Linked DNA regions of Callithrix jacchus: region 1 is linked to region 2. Evidence: chromatin contacts called from public Hi-C data. All regions are on one chromosome and are shown on one strand. Each heading gives the region's core, a stretch centred on a gene start, on an enhancer-like site or on the middle of the called end of the contact. The rest is flanking DNA. Distances are from core to core; before and after follow the strand shown. Region 1 overlaps RIN2 (Ras and Rab interactor 2). Region 2 overlaps RIN2 (Ras and Rab interactor 2).

Region 1 (7,083 bases), core at 3,850-6,349, 220 kb before region 2:
GTGGTGGTGAGCACCTGTAGTCCCAGCTACTCTGGAGGCTGAGGCAGGAGAATCGTTTAAACCCAGGAGGCGGAGGTTGCAGTGAGCAGAGATGGTGTCATTGCACTCTAGTCTGGGCGACAGAGGGAGACAACTCCATCTAAAAAAAAAAAAAAAAAAAAGGCAAGGCAGGTGAATGTGGACATGTAGACAAATCTGTCCCGCTTTCCAGATCCCTCCTGCTTGGAAACTCATCATGGGGAACATAGAAACAAAGCACAAGCAGGTTTTATCATTTAGTTAAAAACCTTCAAAATATTATTTGAAGACATTTGGCAACTCACTCACTATTTCACAGACAATGAATGAATCAGGAATTAGCGTGTTGGGTAAGGATTTCCTTTGTTGTTGTTGTTGTTTTATTGTTTGAGATGAACTCTCACTCTGTCACCCAGGCTGGAGTACAGTGGCATGATCTCTGCTCACTGCAATCTCCGCCTCCTGGGTTCAAGCGACTCTTCTGCCTCAGCCTCCTGAGTAGCTGGGATTACAGATGGCTGCCACTACACCCAGCTAATTTTTGTATTTTTAATAGAGTAGAGACAGGGTTTCACCATGTGGCCAGGCTGGTCTCGAACTCCTGACCTCAAGTGATCTGCCCGCCTTGGCCTCCCAAAGTGCTAGGATTATAGGCATGAGCCCTGATGCCTGGCCTTGGGTATAGATTTCTATAGCCCTAACTCACCTCTACTTCATAAGAAACAAGCCCATTGGGAATCCCACATTCCCAAACAGCAGCTCATGTTCAGGAAAAGCCCTGTCAGGGAACCTGAGCAGAACTCGCTCAGATGCTCTCTCGGTCACTCTGGGCTGCAAACTGCTGCCAGAGCTGTTGCTGCTGCTGCTGAGATCCTGGGGTCTTCTGTTTTGGAGAGTGGGCTAGAGAAAAGGGAAGGAGAGGAGGACAGACTTCACATCCTCTCCCTCTTCCCAAAGAGAAACTAGGCCAATTGCATCGCGTAACACAGCGGCTGTTTCCTGATGAAACAAAATCTCCAATGCCTGTGCCAAGCGCTTCCTCCTCCTTTTTGACTTGCCTGCTTGTTTTGGCAGAAATCCTGCCTTCATGCAATTTGGTTTTCTTAAGGACAGCAAAACTTGGGCCAAATATCCCATGCCTATATAAATGTAAAGAAAACAGAGCAGTGTAACAAGGCCAGAGGGTGGTTTGAGATATCCCTTTCCTGACAAATAATTGAACACGGTGGGGAACTTTGAGCTGGGATGCACTGGGTTAGCCAGCTCTGCAATCTTGGGGGACAAAGGAAGCAAAGGGTGGCCAGCCGCGCACCTGGAAGTCGTCCACAGAGGGGATGGTCCGGTTGGTGGTTCTCCGTTTGTGCCACTGCCTCAGGGTGTCTCTGGTCTCCGAGCTGAGTAGTCGTGCTGCTTGTTCTTCTTGGAAATTCTTTATCAGAGAAAGTGCTCCGTATGCGCTTGTCAAGTAATAGCCTCCTGAAAAGAGCAGAAAGAGTGGGTCCTCCCAATGCCAGCCTCTGCTCTCGGGTTTTTAAAAGGGGATGCCAGCATTAGAGGGCATGTTTTGTGTTTTTAGTATTTCTCCTACGTACATTTCCTTGTGGGGTCACAGAAGCACATGTCCAAGAGCACAACATTCACTCCTCCACCTGGCCCTTCACACAGCCATCCCACAGAGATTTATGGAGCCACCCAGGCCTGGGAGGGGCCAGGAAAGCACAGACAAGCCAGCCTCACAAGGTTCCTGTTGTCACTGATGGGATTTCCATTCTAGTGCGTGAGACTGACCGAGCCTCTAAAGTGTTTGTTCGTTCGTTTGTTTTGTTTTGTTTTTGAGAGGGAGTCTTGCTTTTTGCTTTGTCATCCAGGCTGGAGTGCAGTGGCACAATCTCAGCTCACTGCAACCTCCGCCTCCCAAGTTCAAGCGATACTCCCCGGAGTAGCTGGGATTACAGGCATGAGCCACCACCCCTGGCTAATTTTTGTATTTTTAGTAGAGTCAGGGTTTCACCATATTGGTCAGGCTGGTCTCAAACCATGGCCTCAACTGATCTACCCATCCCAGCCTCTCAAAGTGCTGGGATTACAGGCATGAGCCACCTTGCTTGGCCAGAATTATTAAAGTGCAATTGTAAAAAATGTTTGCCAGGCATAGTTGGGGTATTAAGGCCTGATAGGGAGGTGGGGAGAAAGTCAGGCTTGGGAGACGATCCAATGCCAGAATCACCTCCATCAGTCCATAGACTCCTGGCAACACCCGCCCTTGGCTTTCTCTTTTAGAAATTGATATTTTCTATTTCTTATAAACAATAATTTTGTTGGCCGGGCGTGGTGGCTTACACCTGTAATCCCAACACTGTGAGAGACCAAGGTGGGCAAATCACGAGGTCAGGAGTTTGAGCCAGCCTGGCCAACATACAGGTCTGGTCTCTACTAAAAATACAAAAATCAGCTGGGTGTGGTGGCGGGCGCCTGTAATCCCAGCTACCTGGGAGGCTGAGGCAGGAGAATCGCTTGAACCTGAGAGATGGAGGTTGCAATGAGCCCAGATCTAGCCATTGCACTCCAGCCTGGCGACGGAGTGAGATTACGTCTCAAACAACAACGACAACAAAAATTAAATGGATATTTTCTGAATTTTAAGTAAATTATACACTTTGAAAGAACTGTTCGCAAAAATGTGAACACTTCAAAAATAATTTCTCTCCCCTGATTCCCTTTCTTACCCCTTACTAACATAACATCTGGCATCTAGGATAAAATAATTTACAGGAAAATGATGTTCCTGTGATGCTGCTCTAGGAACAATCTCTTACGTTCTTGAGGAGTGTAAAAGGGCTAACGGCACTGTGAGATGTGTATCTATTCGTTCGTATGAATAATCGTGTTCTGTCCTAACATAATTAGGTGCCTGGGGAGGAACTTATGGTCTCCGTGCTGAACAACCACTAGGTGTCGCCCTGAATGTTGATTAAAAATTCCCTAATTGGGCACAGCACATTTTAGATTTACAGACATTCTTGGTCAGAATACCCATCGAATCTCTACTGTGAGCCACAGCAAGCTACAGAGGAGAAACAGGTTTGTAAGAAGTAGAATCTGAGTCCCCACTCTCCAGAAGTTTATGAATGTGTCTTTTTCTTAAAAAAAACACTGGCAATATATTCCTTCAGGGACCATAAGTCAGTCTGGTGAAATGAGTTTTGTGCAGAAGTGTCACTGTTAACTGTTTATGTGAGACCCCATGGAAGCCTCTCTCTGGTCAACAAGTAGCAACATGCAAGATGGCAACTGTCCCCTTCATGTGGATCAGGAGCCGCACACCCTGCAAACCTGCGCGGGCTGTGAACTCGAGAAAGAAGAGCACCCTTGTTTTAAGGTTGCGGATGAAGACTTGAGGTTATTTTTTCCTGCAGCATAATCTGGGTCATCCTGAGCCATGCACTTTCCATCATCACATGTCAAGCTTTTTGCTTACAGAGTGATCTGAAGGGTTTTCCAGACCTTGCCACCTACAGTATAATTCTCCCAGTTAAGAGTTTTGAATTCTTGATCTTTATTTTTTTGAGACAGTTTTGCTCTTGTTGCCCAGGATGGCATGATCCCGGCTCACAACAACCGCTGCCTCCAGGGTTCAAGCGATTCTCCTGCCTCAGCCTCCTGAGTAGCGGGGACTACAAGCATGCGCCACCATGTCCCGCTAATTTTGTATTTTTAGTAGAGACAGAGTTTCTCCATGTTGGTCAGGCTGGTTTCGAACTCTCAACCTCAGGTGATCTGCCTGCCTTGGCCCCTCAAAGTGCTGGGATTACAGGTGTGAGCCACCGTGGCTGGCCTGAGTTGTTGAGCTTTACTAAATATTTGCCCCACAAACAAATCAGCATGTGACCGTATGTGAAACTCCGTAACTCAGAATACAGATGCTACACAGAGAATTTCAGGAGAAATCAATATGAACACATTCAGGAAAGGCCGTGTGGAGGGGTCAAGATTTGAGCAACAAGACTTGGAAGACTGTTAGAATCTTTGTAGGGGTGGAGGGGGGCTCCCTTGGACTTCAGATTTTAGACTCCCTAGCTTTCATCTGTTCAGGACACTAAGGAGAAAACTCAAAATGCTGGAAACACAAAATTGACCACACTTTGAAGCATGTGGTTGCAATTAGAGAAGGTTTTAAATTTCAGCAAAACTTTAGCCCTACCGCAAGAGCTGTGCACTTCTAAGGGATTCTGTGACGCCTTTTTGGTAAATGAGAATACCTGCTTAAACAGCAGAAAAGAGACGTGGCTGCTACCCCACAAACCAAAGAGGGCTTTGGGCAGGCATGGAAAAGTCCCATCTGTATTGCTGCCGCTGCTCAGTAGCCTCTTCCTCCCAGGATGCATAGCTTCAGTTCGATGCTGTGCAGGCCTGGTCTGTGGTCACAGCCAACCCGACTAGGCCGCCTGATCTCCCAAGGAAGGAAGCCAAGAAGTCCCAGACATGGTAAAGTGGAAGCAGGCTCTAGTTAAAGTGCGAGCTCACCAGCCGCTTTGTGTCCTCACTAGCCGCGCTTGTCTTTCTTGTGGAATTTGTGGGGAGATGACAGCCACCTATCCAACAGTTATCAACACTGGACCTTGCCCAGGGCCCATGTGGGAAAGGGGCAGGAAGTCTCTATCCTTGGGCCACAAGTTATAAGCAAATGTTTGTCCTGAGTGCACACTGTCAGCAACGGAATCGTGACTTTCTAAGTGAAACTGGCATGTCTTTTTCCCCAAAGCCCTAAGAGCTCTATATACTTGTTACTAGAATTAAACATGATTGAAGCTTGAAAAAGAATAACCAAACCTCAAACTGTATTAGTAGCAAATATTCCAGTGGAAGGAAGGAAAGCATGCCATGTTAGACTAACAGGCTTCTCTCAGTCCCTGGGCAAAACCACATGTTTGGCCTTGTCCTGTCTAATCCCAGGGCAGAGAAGGCAAGAAAAGCCTCGAGGCTCATCCAGAAGTGTCTGGTTCCAGGGTCAGGAATATTAATGAGGAGAGAGAAGAGGCTAAAGGGTGAAAGCATGAAAGAGGCCCATTCATACCTGCCTGGGGTTAGGGCCGGGAGGAGAGAGATTCATCCCTCATCCTGAGTCAGCACTACCTAGGCCACGTGGGAAGGGCATATTCAGAGCTCCAGGGAGGGCGGTTCCTTGGACAGGAAAACCAAGGCCTGGGGAATTCACATTACAGGACTGGGGAGACTAAGGGGCACATTCTGGGGGTGATAAAAATGCATTTCATTCCCTCCAGGGAAAATGCTGAGGTGACACATTCTTTAGGGAATCCTGTCCGAGATGGACTTTTCCACTCAAGCCCAGACTGAAATTCACCGGAGGAAAGAATACATAAAAATCCCCTCCAGGGCCTTTCTGGGCTTTTATCTGGATATATAAAAATGGATTAAGAGGCTTCACGGTGCACAGGCCTTGATTTGTTCTCCTTTAAAAAGACAAGCTCACATAGAGCCCCAGTTATTTCTGCTTTTCAAGGCTGTGCACTACTGTGCCACACATTCTAGTCATTGCCATGGTCAAATACCTAAGCCGTGTGGAAGCAGAAGGAGTTTCTGCTAAGACACGTTGGGGTTAGGCAGACACAAGAAGAGGGACCCGAACTGCCAAGATAAATTGAAAGCAAACGGCACGGACTCCACAGCCCTGTATTTTTATTGTAAAAATGGGCAGATACTTTAAAAAAAAAACCTGGAGAGAAGTTAATACTGTTTTCATCTTGAAGATGAAATTTTAAAAAATGAAAACAAAGGCAAACTTTTATCCATTTCACTAACATAAGAGCAGGTTATTTTTCTGGCAATGGAAGTATTCTCAACAAAAGTTTATAATTTCCTCTTGTAATCAAAGAAACCATTTCTTAAAAAAATGGCATTTATTCTACTGAACATATTTTTTTTATTGCCATTAAGCAATCTTAGTGAAGTAGAGTTAAGACAGGGTTATATTTTTTCTTTTTTTTCCAGACTTTTCCAAATTTTCTACCGTGAGTGTGTATTACCACTTTTGTAATCAGAAAAAGGTTAGTACATTCTTTTAATAATAATTAAAAAAAGCAGTTAACTCTTAAGATGTCAAAAAAGCACCCAAGTAACTGCTTAATGGGTGCAGAGTTTTATTTTAGGCTGAAGACAACAGTCTGAAGCTAAATAAAGGGGGAGAATGCATGACATTGTGAATATACCAAATGCCACTGTAAAATGATAATGTTCTGTGACATGAATTTCATCTCAATTACAAAAAAAAATGAAAAAATATCACCCAGCTCCTTCAACTTTCCTCAAAACTAGTTACCTTCTCCATGTAACAGCGATGGGTCCAGGAGCTCCATCATGTACTCAATTTCAGTGTCCAGTTCAAGCATGTCACACTGAGCTATGACATACGTCAGGACTGGCAAGAAGTCGTCAGCGCCATACATCCTCCCTGAGAGCAGGAACCAACAACGAGAAGGAATATTTTTACCAACTTTTCTTTCTTTCATATCCTACTTGCTGCTTTTATTAGAAACCAAGGAGTCACTCTGGGGAACTGTGTTATTTATAAACAGAGGTGGGTGTTTCTGGAATCCTGTGTAGCCTGTGACCCTCCCAGCTGCTAATGTTAGAGACCGGCCCTTAAAGTTTCAGAAGGAATGTCTATGAATCAATGAACACATTACAGATTTTCTCCCTAGTTTTATAATTTGTATAAAATTAGGTGATAGAACAGAATAGTCTTTAAAATATTTTAACTTTTAGCAAACATTATAAAACACTTATAAAATATTTACTTATGCTAATTCTTTGTGTTTTATTTCCTATTGCTTGCTGTGCACATTATTCACAAACATAATGACAAGACCAAACTCAAACCAGGAATAAGCAAACTTTGCTCTGTATTCAATGTGAGCACACAGTTAATTTTTTTTTTTTTTTTGAGACGGAGTTTCACTCTCGTTACCCAGGCTGGAGTGCAATGGTGCGATCTCGGCTCACCGCAATCTCCGCCTCCTGGGTTCAGGCAATTCTCCTGCCTCAGCC
Region 2 (6,669 bases), core at 3,428-5,927:
GGGTTCAAGTGATTCTCCTGCCTTGGCCTCCCGAGTAGCTGGGATCACTGGTGCCTGCCACCATGCTCAGCTTTATAGCATGTCTTGATAATTGGTGATGTTAGAGCTAGAAACAGAGTTTCACCATGTTGGCCAGGCTGGTGGTCTTGAACTCCTGACTAAGTGATTCACCTGTCGTGGCCCCCCAAAGTTTTGGGATTATGGGCATGAGGCTCTGTGCCTGGCCAATTCTTACTTGCTACTTTTAATAACATTTATTTCTTGTTCTTGCCTGAGTATCCTAGTAAGACTACCAGAGCGTTGTTGAATACAGGTGATAGAGTGATAGGTGCTATAAGGTGAGAGTGAATAAGAGTGATAGGGCACATCTGTGTTATTCCGTACATCAAAGTGAAAGCAATAGGTATTTCACTATTCAATATGGCTTGCACATACCCTTTATCAGATTAAAGTGGTTATCTTTCAATGGTAATTTGCTGAGATGACACTAGGTATTTTTAACCTAAATGTTAAATTCTGCAATAAAAACACAATAACTTATTTGGAAATTCTAGTTAGGGAGGGGTATAGTCCTTTACACTACTAATAGAGGAAGTCTTCCTGGATTTGGAAAAGACCATCACCTTGGCAGATGGAGTAGGTCTGAGATTGTCTTGTGTAATGCATAGGGTAGTGACATGGCCACCAGGACGCACATGCTCCAGTCAAGCAATTTCATCTCCAAACCATCTGCCTTCCCCTTACTAGATCTACGTCCCTGGATCTGTAAAATCCAGGAACTTAATGACAGCACTAGCCACCATATGCTCAGCACTCAGTATATCCTCGACATTGTTTTGAGCCATCACGTCTATTATTTCATTCAGTCCTTGCTATAACCCTCATAACAACAGAAGAGGCAACAAATAAATTTGTTGAGAGATGAATTTACTTGCCCATGGTCATGCAGCCAGCAAGTGAGGGAGCCATGATTCAAACCATCTGACTCCATGACATTAATCACTACACATTCGACGTCAGGAATAAAATCTTGCTCTAGCCCCCATTTGAGGTCATTTCTCTTTCTTATGGCCTAGAATGTTAAATATGTTTGCTCACCAAAGAATTGACTGGAGAGCTACCCAATGTTGGGCTTCATTAGAAATCCTTGAGACCAGCAGCCATGTTCTTAGTCCCTATGTCCTTTTAGCTTTATCCCATCCAGAAACAAAATAGATAGCTCTAGTAACCTATGCTATCATTTACTTTTACCAAAAACAATAGATATATAAAGCTTTGCAAGTACAAAAAAACAAAAGAAAACAAAACAAAACAAAACAGAAAATCACTGGAAAATAACTCAATTCTTTTCCACTGGAAAGGTTAGCTTATAAGCTAAATCTTATAATTCCTCCCAAAAGAGACATGTTCTGTCCCATCAACTTCCTCTATAAAAATTATCCTAAACAAAACTACCACCAAAGGTATTCAGCATAGTCACTAAGCTTATCCTAGAAATGATGTATTCCTTCGGGCTTCATGCATCCTCATTACCTATTGCTGCAAAACAAGTCACGGCAAGACTCGGGTGCTTAAAATCATCATCATTTTATTATTGCCATGGTTTCTGAGGGTCTGGAATTCAGGAAGGGCTTGGCTGGGTAGTTCTGGCTTAGAGTCTCAAATATGGTTGCAGCCAGATGGTAACTGGAGCTGGAACAAAAGATCGAGTGTGGGGTGGCGAGCGGGAAGGCCTGGCTGGCACAGCTGGAGACTGGTAGGGTGTCTCTCTCTCTCTCCATGTAGCTTCAGGGCTTTGCCACCTGATCTGCTTGCATGGGCTAGTTTGGGTTTCCTCATAACATGGTGGCCTCAGAATAGTCTCACTGCTTATATGGCAGCTCAGTACTCCAGCAAGAATGTACCAGGCAGCAAGGTGGAAATTGCATTATCTTTTTCTTCCCAAATTATCCTCAGAAGTAATGCAGTATTATTTCTGCTGCATTCTATTGCCACAAAACAAGTCACGGCAAGACTCAGGGGCTTAAAATCATCATCATTTTATTATTGCCATGGTTTCTGAGGGTCTGGAACAAACCCACCCAGACTCAAGGGGAAGGCATTCAACTTTTCCTCTTGATAAGGGGGTGACTAGGAGAATGTCTGGGATGGGTAATGCTATGGTGGCTATGTTTAGAAAAACACAATCTGCCCCGCAGCCTGAGGTTAGCAATGCACTACAAATGTCATGTGGGGGAAAGCCATTGCCATTCTCATTTTTCACTTGTATAAACCAAGACAAAGCATTTCTAAGCTGCTTGTGGTCACACAGAGGCAGGAAACAAACTATCACATGTGTTACTTTGACTTATATGCAACTTTAATGATGAATATAATGTATGAAAATTACTTTCCAACTATAAAATACATCATCATTTATTGTAGTCGTCCATTGCAATTTGGAAACATCTCTGAAAAGTCTATCTCTGAAAGTCTGACATATTGCCAGGGAGAATGAAGTTCTCCTTGGAAAGTTTAATCCACTCAATCCGATTTTCCCTGGGAAAGTATTTGGGTATTTCTTACAGTCTCATACAATAGAGAACTTGGCAAGTAAAAATGATGACCAACATTGGCCTTTCACGACGTTTCCTATTGAAATAGCCAGGACCACGTATGGATAAGAAATACTTGCCTTAGGCTGAGGTTTAGAAAACAGACCTGTGGATGGGAAAAGGCAACAGAGAAAACGTGCTAAGTTACTGATCCATCCACTCACTGAAAGGACGTCCCTCCCGGCAGCGCAAGCATCTGCAAACTGAGTGTCTCCATTTCTTTTCTTTTTTTTTTTTTTTTTTGAGACGGAGTTTCGCTCTTGTCACCCAGGCTGGAGTGCAATGGCATGATCTCGGCTCACCGCAACCTCCGCCTCCTGGGTTCAGGCAATTCTCCTGCCTCAGCCTCCTGAGTAGCTGGGATTACAAGCACGCACCACCATGCCCAGCTAATTTTTTGTATTTTTAGTAGAGACGGGGTTTCACCATGTTGACCAGGATGGTCTCGATCTCTTGACCTTGTGATCCACCCGCCTCGGCCTCCCAAAGTGCTGGGATTACAGGCGTGAGCCACCGCGTCCGGCCGTGTCTCCATTTCTTTTCCGGAGTTCAGTCAATTCTCATTTCACATCTTCCTGGCTTTTGCCCATTTTGGTTCTGATTTTTTTGATTAAAGGTTAGATTTTTTAACATATGAAAATTCTTATGTTAGGACATTTAATTAGTGTTGGAACGCCATTACAAAACACACTTTTGCCGTGTGTGTGTATGTGTGTGTGTGTGTGTAGAGGAGTGAGAACATTCACTAGCTGAAATGCTTAGATTCGCAAACTTGTTTCTTCTGATTTCAGCTTTGCTTGCACGTTGTCTGCCACTTTCTGCCCCTTTGGCATCTATTTTCCGGGTCGTGGGTGAGAGTTGATGTAGACAGTGTGTGGGTGACTGACTAGGTTTCTTGATTCGGACGCGCCCTCTACCGTTGACAGAGTGAAGTGCAATTTCAGTATTGTGCTTCCTCTGGAAGAGGGGGAGCATGTGGTTTTCTTTGATCTCCGAAGGACCCTTAATTTTATCCTTTTTGCATTCTTTCTAGATATCACCAAATCTCCAAGGGGCAGTGCCCTTCCTAGCTTCCCTCGTCTCTCCCAGTGACCTCGCCTTTCCTCTGGCTGTTGCCTCCAGTCTCACGCCGTCTGGTATTCCCACTCAGGATGGGGCCACCTTTCTGGGGGCTGATGTGATCTGGGCTGCATCGCCCGGGGCTCTGCACACTCCTGCCCGTCTCCACTTGCCCTCTGTGGTCTCTGCCCAACGCTCAGGGGCGGGTCCAGAGCCTGCCTGGCTGGGCCCGGGTGCTTCTCTTACTGCTTACAGGAAATTCGAAGTCTGTAGAATTTTGTCTCTTAGTGATCCTGAGGGCTTGTGTAAACAATGGTTTTATTCGCTCTATTTGTTGACTTGGGTAAATTTTTTTTAAGTTAAGGGAAGAGATTTGGATGTAGGTAACCACCATTATTCTACTGAAACTCAGAGTTCTCTGTGCTTTTAAATAGCTAAAGTATCCATTTACCCAAATCTATTTGGTCTTCACGATACAAGCATTTCTTAGCACAACAGTATATATAGCTTTTTAAACAAGGAACTCTTTGTAATAACTAACATGCATTCACACACACACACACACACACACACACACAATTGTTTAAATTCCTTTCTGACCACTATAGCATACTCAAAGCTAAAATTCTGAAATATCATCAGCCATCACCAAAACAAGCAAACTTCCTGTCTCAACTACATCCCAGAGAGCACGGCGCCCTTGATAGCATCTGCTGTCCTGAATGAAACCACAGGTTGCAGGAGTTACTGGCAAAGCCACATCTGATTTTCAAGTTGCCTTGGGATAGGAGGTAATTTGCTAATTTCAAGCAGCGTCCTCCAGTGCCATACGCCAGCCCTCCTCAGACACGCTGTGTCTGCCAGCGTCTCACTGGGCTAACCTGGCCTCCACCCTGCAGTAGACACTGCAGGTGCCACTTGCGACCCCTCTTCCACTGCTGCCTGCTGGACTCCATCCACACTGCCAGCATCCTCGTCTCCTTGCCTGAAGATTCCTCTGGCTCTTGGAATGAGCTTTTCCCAGGGAGAGGCCTGAAGTGCTGGGAATCAGTCCCCAGACCTCCAGAGCCCTCAACCTACAACTGATGAGAGCCGAGTGTGAACACCTGCTCTGCACCTCCCACACTTCCATCCCAGGCGGGACAGTCAGCTCCCTGGCAGGAGTCAGCTCTAGCTGTCCACAGGGAAATGATTGACAACACACTTCATATTGGCCATGCTGATCTCAAACTCCTGGCCTCAGGTGATTCACCTACCTCAGCCTCCCAAAGTGCTGAGATTACAGATGTGAGCCACCACGGCTGGCTAACATTTTAAAATACCTATCTCATGCCTGGCATCGGATTAGGTGCTAGGCAAATGGCAAGGAACATATAGGCTTGATCTGGAGCTTTCCTTCAAGAGTTTTAGTGGGAAAGACAAACCAATTTAGTGTGATCAATCCACTGAATAGTTCATAAATAATTCTCCATTCAACTTTGTCTGTTATGGGCCTGCAAATCCTGCTCATGTGCAAGCAGATAAGGAAGGGTTAATCATCTGGACAGTAACACCTCAAACAATTAAACAGATTTTTAAATTAGGGTTTAACTTAAAATATAAAGCCAAATTACACTACCTTAGTAACCTATCATGGGAAATGGAACCGTTCTTCGATGACGCATAGTCACCAATAACCTTCAGTACGTATGTTTTAGGTTGTGTATCCCTAGCCGTAGGAGGCACGATAATTGCAAGCACAGAGTTAATGAAGATTGGCCACAGATGAATACCTGGAAGTACTTTTCTTGAAAAAAAAACAAAAAACAAAAAATCGTGTATCATCTTCCTTCGAAGCTCTTTGCCTCACTCATAAAAAGCTTGGTAACTCCGCCTCGCACTGTGGCTCATGCCTGTAATCTCAGCACTTTGGGAGGCCAACACGGGTAGATCACTTGAGGTTAGGAGTTCGAGACCAGCCTGGTCAACATGATGAAACCCCGTCTCTACTAAAAATACAAAAATTAGCCAGCTGTGGTGCTGGGTGCCTATAATTCCAGCTCCTCCAGAGGCTGAGGCAGGAGAATCACTCGAACCCAGGAGGTGGAGGTTGCAGTGAGCAGAAAGATTGTGCCACTTGGTAAAGGGTATACAGATATCAGATTTCCTGGATGATCTAACAGATCTCCAAAGCCAGGACACTAGGAGTTTTCCTAAATTCCAGGAAGTCACCTGTCACAAAGTCATTATTGATGTTCTCTTTCTTGGCAATAATAAGCGATTTTACACAGCAGGTAGCCACTGCCACACGCTGAGCGTCTGTCCACATACCTTCCACGTCCCAGCCATTCTTGCATTGGAGAGGGTCTATGTGACTGGGTTTGGGCCAGTAAAATACGGGTGGAAGTGACATATGCCAGCCTCTGACATGGCATTTAAAGTGACTTCACAGAAAGCCTTCTGTCCTTTCCTGAGATAGCCTTGTAAACTATATGTTCCGGATGACATGATACAAGATGAAAACAGCATGGATTCCTGCATTATCACCTGGACAAGAGCCACCCAACCCAGATCATGTAGTGGACACGGGTTGAGTGGCTCTTCTTTACAAGCCCCTGAAAGTCTGGGGTGTGTTAGCCTGTCCTAACAAGTACAACCATCTGGCCAGCTGCAACCACCCTTTCATCTCTCCATTACTAGGAGAACTGAAATAAAATGAACTCCCTTCCTGTTCTTCAAGACCTCTATTATTGACCTTGCCGCATGGAAAGACACAAGCAAATGCTGAGTGCACACCCCACGCCAAGTAATGTAAGTGTATCTGGCACAGATCCTTCAATCTTCTCCTTGGAACTGGGTGCTGTTCTTATTTTCATTTCACATATGAAGAAACCAAGGCTCAGAGAGGTTGATTAGTTTGCCCAGAGATCCACAGCTTGTAAGTGGAGTCACAAGGGTTTTGACAGAGGCTGTCTAGCTGCAGAACACGTGTTTTTATCCACCACACTGTCCCACCTCTCCATCTGGCCTTTCCTCT

What was found. A called contact is a pair of places that touch in the nucleus more often than the background predicts.
Region 1: a contact with region 2 is called in a Hi-C map of skeletal muscle, with 5 times the contacts expected there. The contact joins two enhancer-like sites. A contact is called at or near these places in 2 of 3 Hi-C or Micro-C datasets (both in skeletal muscle).

What each region holds. Positions count from the first base shown.
Region 1 is chr5:26,950,942-26,958,024 of calJac240_pri, reverse strand. It overlaps RIN2 (Ras and Rab interactor 2), which reads right to left. Exons shown (of 13, transcript XM_078371480.1): 11 at 6,356-6,487; 12 at 1,331-1,494. Among named protein-coding and RNA genes, the nearest start is that of NAA20, 50 kb to the left of the region's middle. Within about 2 kb of position 5,099, at least 6 of the 16 cell types and tissues checked have an H3K27ac peak or open chromatin away from gene starts, as enhancers often do. A contact at or near this core is called in skeletal muscle, where this site is marked.
Region 2 is chr5:26,730,504-26,737,172 of calJac240_pri, reverse strand. The region is part of intron 1 of RIN2 (Ras and Rab interactor 2); the gene reads right to left. Among named protein-coding and RNA genes, the nearest start is that of RIN2, 24 kb to the right of the region's middle. Within about 2 kb of position 4,677, at least 1 of the 16 cell types and tissues checked has an H3K27ac peak or open chromatin away from gene starts, as enhancers often do. A contact at or near this core is called in skeletal muscle, where this site is marked.